Regions from separate parts of the Mus musculus genome. Here region 2 is linked to region 1. A link is a contact called in public Hi-C data. All regions are on one chromosome and are shown on one strand. Each heading gives the region's core, a stretch centred on a gene start, on an enhancer-like site or on the middle of the called end of the contact. The rest is flanking DNA. Distances are from core to core; before and after follow the strand shown. Region 1 overlaps Focad (focadhesin). Region 2 overlaps Focad (focadhesin).

Region 1 (4,075 bases), core at 1,016-3,515:
TCACATAGGTTTGAAGGTGTGTGTGTGTGTGTGTGTGTGTGTATAGAAAGTAGAAAGACTGGTGTGTAGGCTATAGGTTTGATTGAGTTGGTTTAGGATGTGTGCCACATACCAGTAATATGAAAGCTCTAGAAAAATTTTTCTTATGTATAGTCAGGGTCAAGGGCTACATTTGTAGGATAAGTGGCTCTTGGAATACATTTGGTCTTTTTTTTGTCATTGTTTATAAAATGAAAAGAATAACAGCATCCTCTGTAATGAATGCCTCATACCACCTCTTAGATTTGTGACCATTGACTTGACAGTTCACCATTGTCATTCTGGTTTTCCGTGTTTATGAAATAAAAGTAAAATTCCTCTGCTGTGCCTTTCTGACTCAAAGACTGTGAAGGTGAAATTAAGTTATGTGAAAGTATTGTATTTTCAAAACAGTGAAATTCTTTGTAAATACCAAGTAATCCTGTTGGTCACATGAAAAATTATTGCCACTCACATCTTCCTCTGTTTCATGATAACTGAAGCAATGTGAAATGCGCATCTTGTTGCAGTCTAATGCTCCCTTTGGGGTTGTGGAATTACTTTACTCCTGCAATGGTGTGTTATTATTTTGGTTTTGTCCTATAAGTATCCATTGCTTAGGAAATAAGAGAGATCACAGGTCAGTCAGCCAGGCTGCTGGGGATTGCCGTTGTTTAAAGGAAAACGTAGCACAGATCCCCAACTGTTGTGAAGATTATGGTTTTAGTCCCAAGTCCATTGCCCATGGTCTTCTCTGTAAATACTCTTGTTTCTTTTCACCCTGCCTTTGGGTGGACCAGGTAGGTATTGATCTGGGGCCTAGGGTCCAATGCTAGATTTTAACTACAGATTTGGACAAAAAAACAAAACAAAACAAAAACCAAAAAAACAACAACAAAAAAAAATAGGTAAAGGAAAACTAAATTGGAAGTTAAATTTTGTTCAGAGAAAGAATCCTCCAGAAAAGGAACAATTTGCTTAAATTGTTTTGGAGTATATAGAGTAACTGTGTGGGTCAGACACTCACCAGGACACACACTACATGAGAATCCTAGGCATTCTGCTTAGTCCTTATGAACCAGTAAGACAAACTCTTTATTGGCCAGTTCAGAATTTCTGCTTACCCCTTTAATTCTTTTTACATTATTACATATTTTAAGGACATATTTCAAAAGTCACTTCCTTTATTTCCCGTGTCATACGTAGCTGAGTCCATTTAAGAAGCATTGCCATTTGAAAATGTTGTATTAGTGTACAGTATGATGTCCTGTATGCTTGATGTGTATCCTTAAAGCCCTAGGGCTTAGGGAGCCAACACACAGGATTAAAACACACACCGTACAGTGCTTTGACTGCTGGGAATAAAGGCCGCTTCTATGGCATGTCTGGAAATCCCAAGTGGATAACAGTGAGGCAGATAGAGAGACTTTCTTCCCTACTTGAGGCACATTTACGAAATGTATAGCATGTGTGGCAGAGGGCTCTAACGTGGGACTCTTGCAGATGCTGTTCATGTTCGGCTGCTCTGTCAGTTTATTAGGGCTGTTGTTCATTTTCCTTCCCATAATTGCATATCAGAAGGCACATGTAGAGCCCCCAGTTTCCTTTTGAATAGCTGGTTATTGCTTTGTAACCAGAAGATTTTAGAATTTCAACAACTTCCCTCTTTAGTAAAAGGAATTAATCCCCTGTAGAAAATAGCCCATCTTTGGGTTGTGTTCCCACAAACAAACATTTGGGAGATGTGCCAATAGATCCTTGTGCTGAACTTCCACCTGTTCCTCCGCAGTGAACTTAACTCTTATCCACAGCCCTTCCCCTTTTCTTTTCTGGACGAGTCCTAGCTTTCTGAACAATTGTAATGTAGCACATCTATGTTCAGGCAGCTTTCCATTTGGCTTTCCTGTTATTTGCATGCAGGCTTTTAAAAACACTGAAACTGACTTTATATAGTGAGAGAATCCGCAGCCTTGAAACATGGGCACTTAGAATTCCATCTTAATTTCAGAGCACATTCCTCGGTAGTAGATGGGCACATTGACTGAAAGCTGGGTGTGCAAAAAGTCACAGTGAGAGTCTCCTTTATGTGCAGGTATAGGAGAAGCTCCCATGTGACAGATGTGCACCCTTTGTGTTTTAAAGCAAGAGGCTAACCCGATTTCTTTCTTTGCTTGCTCTAGAAGTCCTATTCTGGCGAGAACACAGCGAGCGCTATTGCGCGCTCTGCTGCCGCCACGGCTTTGTCTCTCCTAGTGCCAGTTTTCATTATCTCATGCAAAGAGAAGGTTGAGGAAATCCTGAACATGCTGACTGCCAGGTTACCTGGGAAACCAAGTGCTGATGAATCTCAGGCCGTGCAAATCCACATGGGCCTTGCGTTGGGGATGTTTCTCTCTCGCTTGTGTGAAGAGAAGCTCAGGTACAGTTGACTGAAGTATTGCTGTGTTTCCTCTTTGTGATTTAGGTGATGGGATGTATAGATATAGATACACACACACATACACACACATACACACACACATACACACACATACATGCAGGGACCTAAACATTGCATCTGAGCAGTATGTGCTTGCTAAACTTTTTGAAATGGTTGAATTTATTGCTTATTCTCATATATGGGTGAGTTTGACTGCCTAAAATATTACATGGATATTAGTATTCTTTAAGGGTTAGTATTCAAGTGACTGGTTACTTGAAAATCATCTCAGGCTGAGATAGTAGTACAAATGTATAATTAATAGGCATGAACCGTCTTAGAGGACTGTAAGTAAAGAGGAACTTCCCCCTCCCCCTCTCATTGTTGCTCCTTTATTGACATCTCCATAACCTGGGAAGAAACAACTGGGGAGTCCCATGTAGCAGAGAGGTGCTGAGAGTCACAGAATCACCCGGAACAGCATGTGCTCAGCTTTAAATGCTGCCTTTGTTCTGTGCCCTGACTACAGTTAGTAATCTTTAAAGAGTCCTAATCTGTGCATATTATGCTGGGTGCTTTATTCGGTTTGATTGCTCATTTTTCGGCTGCTAAGCATTATCAGTGAATGGTGCAAAAGGAATATGAAAGACCCAGGTGGAAAATTCCATTAAATGGGCAAGTTTTCTACACATCAATTAAACTATCTTAGCTTTGTTAATAATTTGTCTTTTCCCTGTATTTTATATTAAACCTTAGAATTTTATGCATCCAGGTTGATCGTAGTGCAGTCTGACATGAATATTTCTTTACTGTGGATATTGATGGTAGTGACTTGGACTTCAGCCGCTTCCTCCTACATGGGAAATAGGATATAGGGAGAAACATCTAGCTATGTTGTTAGATGTATTACACTTCCTAGTTGGTAGCATTTAGTGGTCCCAAAGAAAACACTGTGTTGTGGATAAAATGAATGATGTTACACAGCATCTAAAGTGCTCAATTTAAGTTTGTGTTTGTAATTTGCTTACCTTGAACAAACACTATTGTGTTTTGGGGGAGATTGCTAATGCTCTTGGGAATGGTATATTTCAAGAGGACATCTTTAGCTTCTGGAAGCATCTGTCAGACAAGTGGAATGACTGGCATAGTATCTGCAAATGAAAATGAGACATGCCCAGAATATTCATGGAGTCCCAGCTCTAGATGTGAACAAAGAATATGCCCCTTGCATGGGAATCGACGCCTCCATTCCTCCCGTGTCTGATAGAACATAAAGTGTTTTGTAAAAGCTTAAGGCTTCAAAGTGATTTTCCCCTTTGCTGCTATGCAACAAATGGTGCTCTCCTCACCATCTGTGTTCAGGCTCTTCCTCCGTTTGCTTTCAAGCCGTATGTTTCTCCATCTAAAACCGAGCCCTTGGCAGTTCAGCTGTAGGCGACTCGATTCATCCCATCCCAGCTGGGCTCACTTCTTCATTAACTTGGAATAAGGTGCTGCAGTGGCTTTATGACTATCAGGTTTGCATTGGGGTTTAATGTAATCATCCTTCCCAGGTTGCCTTCCACCCCTGTCTCTCTTACTTGAATTTGTACCTGCAGGGAATCCTGGACAAGGACACAGGAAGCTCATCTGTGGCTG
Region 2 (4,075 bases), core at 629-3,128, 130 kb before region 1:
AATGATCAAATTATGTATTCATTAAGATCCATCAACAGGTCCTGGTGGTTGGTAACACTTGGGTAATTAGTTTTGTACAGTAATAGTGTAAGCAATTGACTTTTATTTCTTTAGTACTTTTCAAATTCAATCTTGTCTATCTTCATTATTTCTCATACTCTGGATTATTATTAATGACAATTATGCTGGTGGCAGTTTACTATTTATGTGTACTTCGTGGCAAATTGTATTTAATCTTTCATGGTAGTGGTGCATCTTTATCTGTGCTAAGTGCAATTATCATGGAGTTATCCTTCAGCTTGAGATACTGTGCATGTCGTGTTTTTATTAGGCCCCATGTTATTTATTAAGCATTTTCAGGTCACACATTTAATCACACAACATATGTTTATTGCAGCCCTCCTGTATGGTAGGTGCTGATAACATTGAGATGGAAGGATATTGTCTTGCACTCAGGAATGCTAAGGCTCAGTGCATTGATAGAGTCACTAAAAATGACTGTCCATACAAGACAGTACTTTGCACTGTGGCAGTAAATAAGCATTTTTGCAACACAGAGGAGAGTGCCCGTATGTTTCCCTAAAGTAGGGGAATGAGGAAACATTTAGACAGAATGCAGAACATATGCCAAGGCACTGATAGGTATCAGGTCACAGTGGGGTGGCAAGAGAGACATCTAGCCATTCTGAATTAACCTGGATACATGGGAAGAGGGAAGTTGTTCCTGAAGTGGATATAGCTGTTGAGAAAAATGAGCTCCTGAAGCCTTGAAGTTGGGCAAGATGAGGAAAGTTCTCTAAACCACCAGGGCAAATCAGACTTGGGGTAGATGAAGTGTTTATGATAGGATTTTAAAAGTAACAGTTTTGGTGGACACCCTGGTTTATATAAGGAAGAGAGAAAACACGCGGACCCTATAGTATGATAGGAACAAACCGAGGTGTCCAACAACTGCCGGACATCTCAGCCCTTTCCTCAGTCACTCAAGTGCAGATGCTAGGAAATGAGAGGATGGGCCAGGATGATAGTTCTCCAGAGAGTGACCAGGAGGCTGTGAGTCTTACACGTCCCATGCTCTTTGTCTCAACTTTAGTGACTGGGACTTGAACCTGCTCCTGTCTTCCTCTGATCTCTCCTTCTAGTCCACATTAAAGCACCTCGCTCACTTTTGAGGGACATGAGTGATAGAGTGATTAGTAATGATGCCCTTCAAAACTTAAAAGAGAGTGATGGCTGGGACTTTATGATAGTCTCTGGGTACTTGCCTGCCATAACTGTAATCAGGCAATCCATAAGAAGTCAAGAGGAAGTGACACTGAAGAGGAATATGTTTGATGCAAAAATATAAAAACAAAGCGTGTGTGTGTTTGTGTGTGTGTGTGTGTGTGTGTGTGTGTTTGTGTGTGTGTGATGGCTAGCTGGCTAGCACTTGTGATGATCAGCTTCCATGCACAGATTTTGTCAATGCAAAACACGTGTTAGTATTTCTTATAATAAAATGTGGGCAACTCAGGTGGGTGTTACTAAAAAATCCAGTGGGATGAAGCTCTCTAGGGGAATATACAGGGCTCTGTTCACAACAGCACGATTCCTAAGGATTGTTGAATGGATAAGGCAGACACCATTTCCCTGTGCCAAGTCTAATGAGACTTTCATTCTGCAAGTTTGGCTGCTGGCCATGGAGCAGTAGGAGGATCCCTCTTGGGCTGTGAGATGTACAGACACCTTCACCGTACTGACAGTGTGCTGACCCTGTTTCCCAAAAGAGCCCCTCCAGATGCAGATATCAGAGGTTTCTGAGGGGCTGGGGCAGGGTGGTGGAGAGATGATGACCAGACCTATCAGCATCAATTAGAGGTTGTAAAGTTAGGGGACTCTGGAGAATTCTGCCAGCTGTCACTACACTCTTGCTGGGGCTATGGGTTTAACCTTAGTAATCTCAGCAGCATGAGAGTGAGCATGTGGATGGATAGTCTTAGGCTTCGGCTTCTCTGGGCCTTGAATGATGCTGGCACATTTACTACAGCAGCCACTACCAGATGGCTGCTTCACACTTTTCCTTCGATTTCTCTGTTTATATTTTTGTGCTTTGTTGAAATTTACAAATGAGGGTCTCCAAATTTACTTTGGTTAAAGCATCTCAGCTATGTACTGTTACAATAGTGGTACACTGGAGTCATACCTTGATGAACGAAGGTGGATTCAATGGCCAGGTATGTTCTCTATGTCCCCTTTCTTACTCTCTCCCTTTTGAGACATTAGAATGTCACTCATGCAGAAAGGAGGAGTCTGGTATGCATTTCTGTTGCCTGGTTCTCAGTGCATCTTTGTAGCACTCATTGAATAGTCGATGAGTTCCTGGTTGTTTTTTGAAGTAGGAGAGGGCACAGGCAGTGGTCTGGAAAGTTCCTGAAGAAAGTTCAGGAATCATTTTTGAAACCGTAAAAAAATGGAGAACCAGGCATGCATATGTTATGCTGTCTTAAATCAAACTCTGGGTAAAGCTGTGGTGGCACATGCTGTTCATGAAAGGCTTAATGCAGTTCTCCTCATCGGATGAATTGTCTTGTTGTGCAAAAACTGTTATTACACTGTGTGTGAAACCAACCATGCTGCCGGGGAAAAAATTAAATCGCCTGACTGAGTGGTCACTTGTGAATAGTAACACAAGATCTATTGCCGTTATTAGAGACTCTGGAGGACATTCACCCTTTTATGGTCTTTCAACTGCTGGAGTGAAATATTTTAGTGGTAAATGACACCCTTCTGGGAAATCCCCCCTGAAGATTCACTCTCTGCTGTCTGTATATAGAAAAAAACGGTGGGAGTGGGGGAGCACTGGAGGCCAATCACGTTATTCCGTTCAGATTGCCTAACAAACTTTCCTAATTTGATGTGGTGTGATAACAGTTGCTTTTCAATGTTTCTCATTAGACCATTTTTAGTCAGTGTCCATTAGGGCCACACTCTGTCTTCTGTAACATGCCATGCACTTTCTGTATTCTTTTCTGTAGGGGGTGCATGCAAGCACAGGCGTAGACACCGGGCTGGCTGGGTTATGTACTTTAAGATACGATGAAGTGCAATGACTTCCTGCTTATTCTATTTGCTTTCTTTGTAAGAGTCTTTGATTATATATAGGACAGATTATGTAAATTCAGGTCTCAGTTCTGCTTGGAAACTGTGTTGATTGGTAAATCTGTTATGAAATATTTTTCAGAAGTGAATAAACAGTTATTGATCTGAGGTGTTCATAAGAGAGTCATTAGAGTAGGGACTGCAGCTTCTTTCCTTTGGCTAATATTCAGTATTATTCCTGTGTTTATTCATAGTTTATCACCACTCTAAAAATTTCTGCCATTTTACTAGATGATGCAGGTTAGCTTTTATGGGAACAATAAAGTTGTTAGGGATAGCATTGCAAGTAATTTGAATAAATTTTGTGTTTTGTTAATTTTGAAATCAAGTAGCTGACATTTTCTCCATTTCTCATTATCTGATCTCAATGCCTTTCCCCTCCTCCTTTCCTTTAAAGCTTTCTTACTTTATTGCCCAAAAGCTATGGACCAGTTAGAGTGGTGTGAATAGGGATATAAATTCTATTGGATTTCTCAGTGCCTGCTTTTGTTACAGGTATTTTGATGGGTTCATTAAAGCATATCAGTTGGAGTGGGGGCAGGGAAGAAAATGGAGTCGAGGAAAGGAAATATATTGTCATCTGAAATAATACATAGATATTTGAGCTTCACCTGGAAATAAAAATAATTTTATAGAACGGGAGATAGAAACTCTTTGTCAGGTTGCTAATGAGAGGCTTGACCTAGCTGCTGCAGCAGCAGCATCTTTGGGGATGATGAGAGATGCAAAATGCACTGTTGCTAAGCAACTCTCTTGGCTGCCTCTGGAGCAGGTTCATATGTGCTAAGAGCTAATGAATCCTTGTGTCTGCTCTTTGAAAATGCTCAAAAAAAAAAAAGCCAATGAAGACATTCCCAGACATTTAGCATTTATAAGTACTGAACCTTTCTTGCCATGTCATCTACTCATTAAAAATTAAATTGACCATTTATTGGGT

The links. A called contact is a pair of places that touch in the nucleus more often than the background predicts.
Region 2: a contact with region 1 is called in a Hi-C map of cortical neurons, with 2.5 times the contacts expected there. The contact joins two enhancer-like sites. A contact is called at or near these places in 2 of 484 Hi-C or Micro-C datasets (cortical neurons and nephron progenitors) and 1 of 9 other capture datasets (liver).

What each region holds. Positions count from the first base shown.
Region 1 is chr4:88,342,381-88,346,455 of GRCm38.p6, forward strand. It overlaps Focad (focadhesin), which reads left to right. Exons shown (of 44, transcript NM_001081184.1): 27 at 2,199-2,437. Among named protein-coding and RNA genes, the nearest start is that of Hacd4, 94 kb to the right of the region's middle. Within about 2 kb of position 2,266, at least 17 of the 459 cell types and tissues checked have an H3K27ac peak or open chromatin away from gene starts, as enhancers often do. A contact at or near this core is called in cortical neurons, where this site is marked.
Region 2 is chr4:88,207,788-88,211,862 of GRCm38.p6, forward strand. The region is part of intron 11 of Focad (focadhesin); the gene reads left to right. Among named protein-coding and RNA genes, the nearest start is that of Mir491, 88 kb to the left of the region's middle. Within about 2 kb of position 1,879, at least 25 of the 459 cell types and tissues checked have an H3K27ac peak or open chromatin away from gene starts, as enhancers often do. A contact at or near this core is called in cortical neurons, where this site is marked.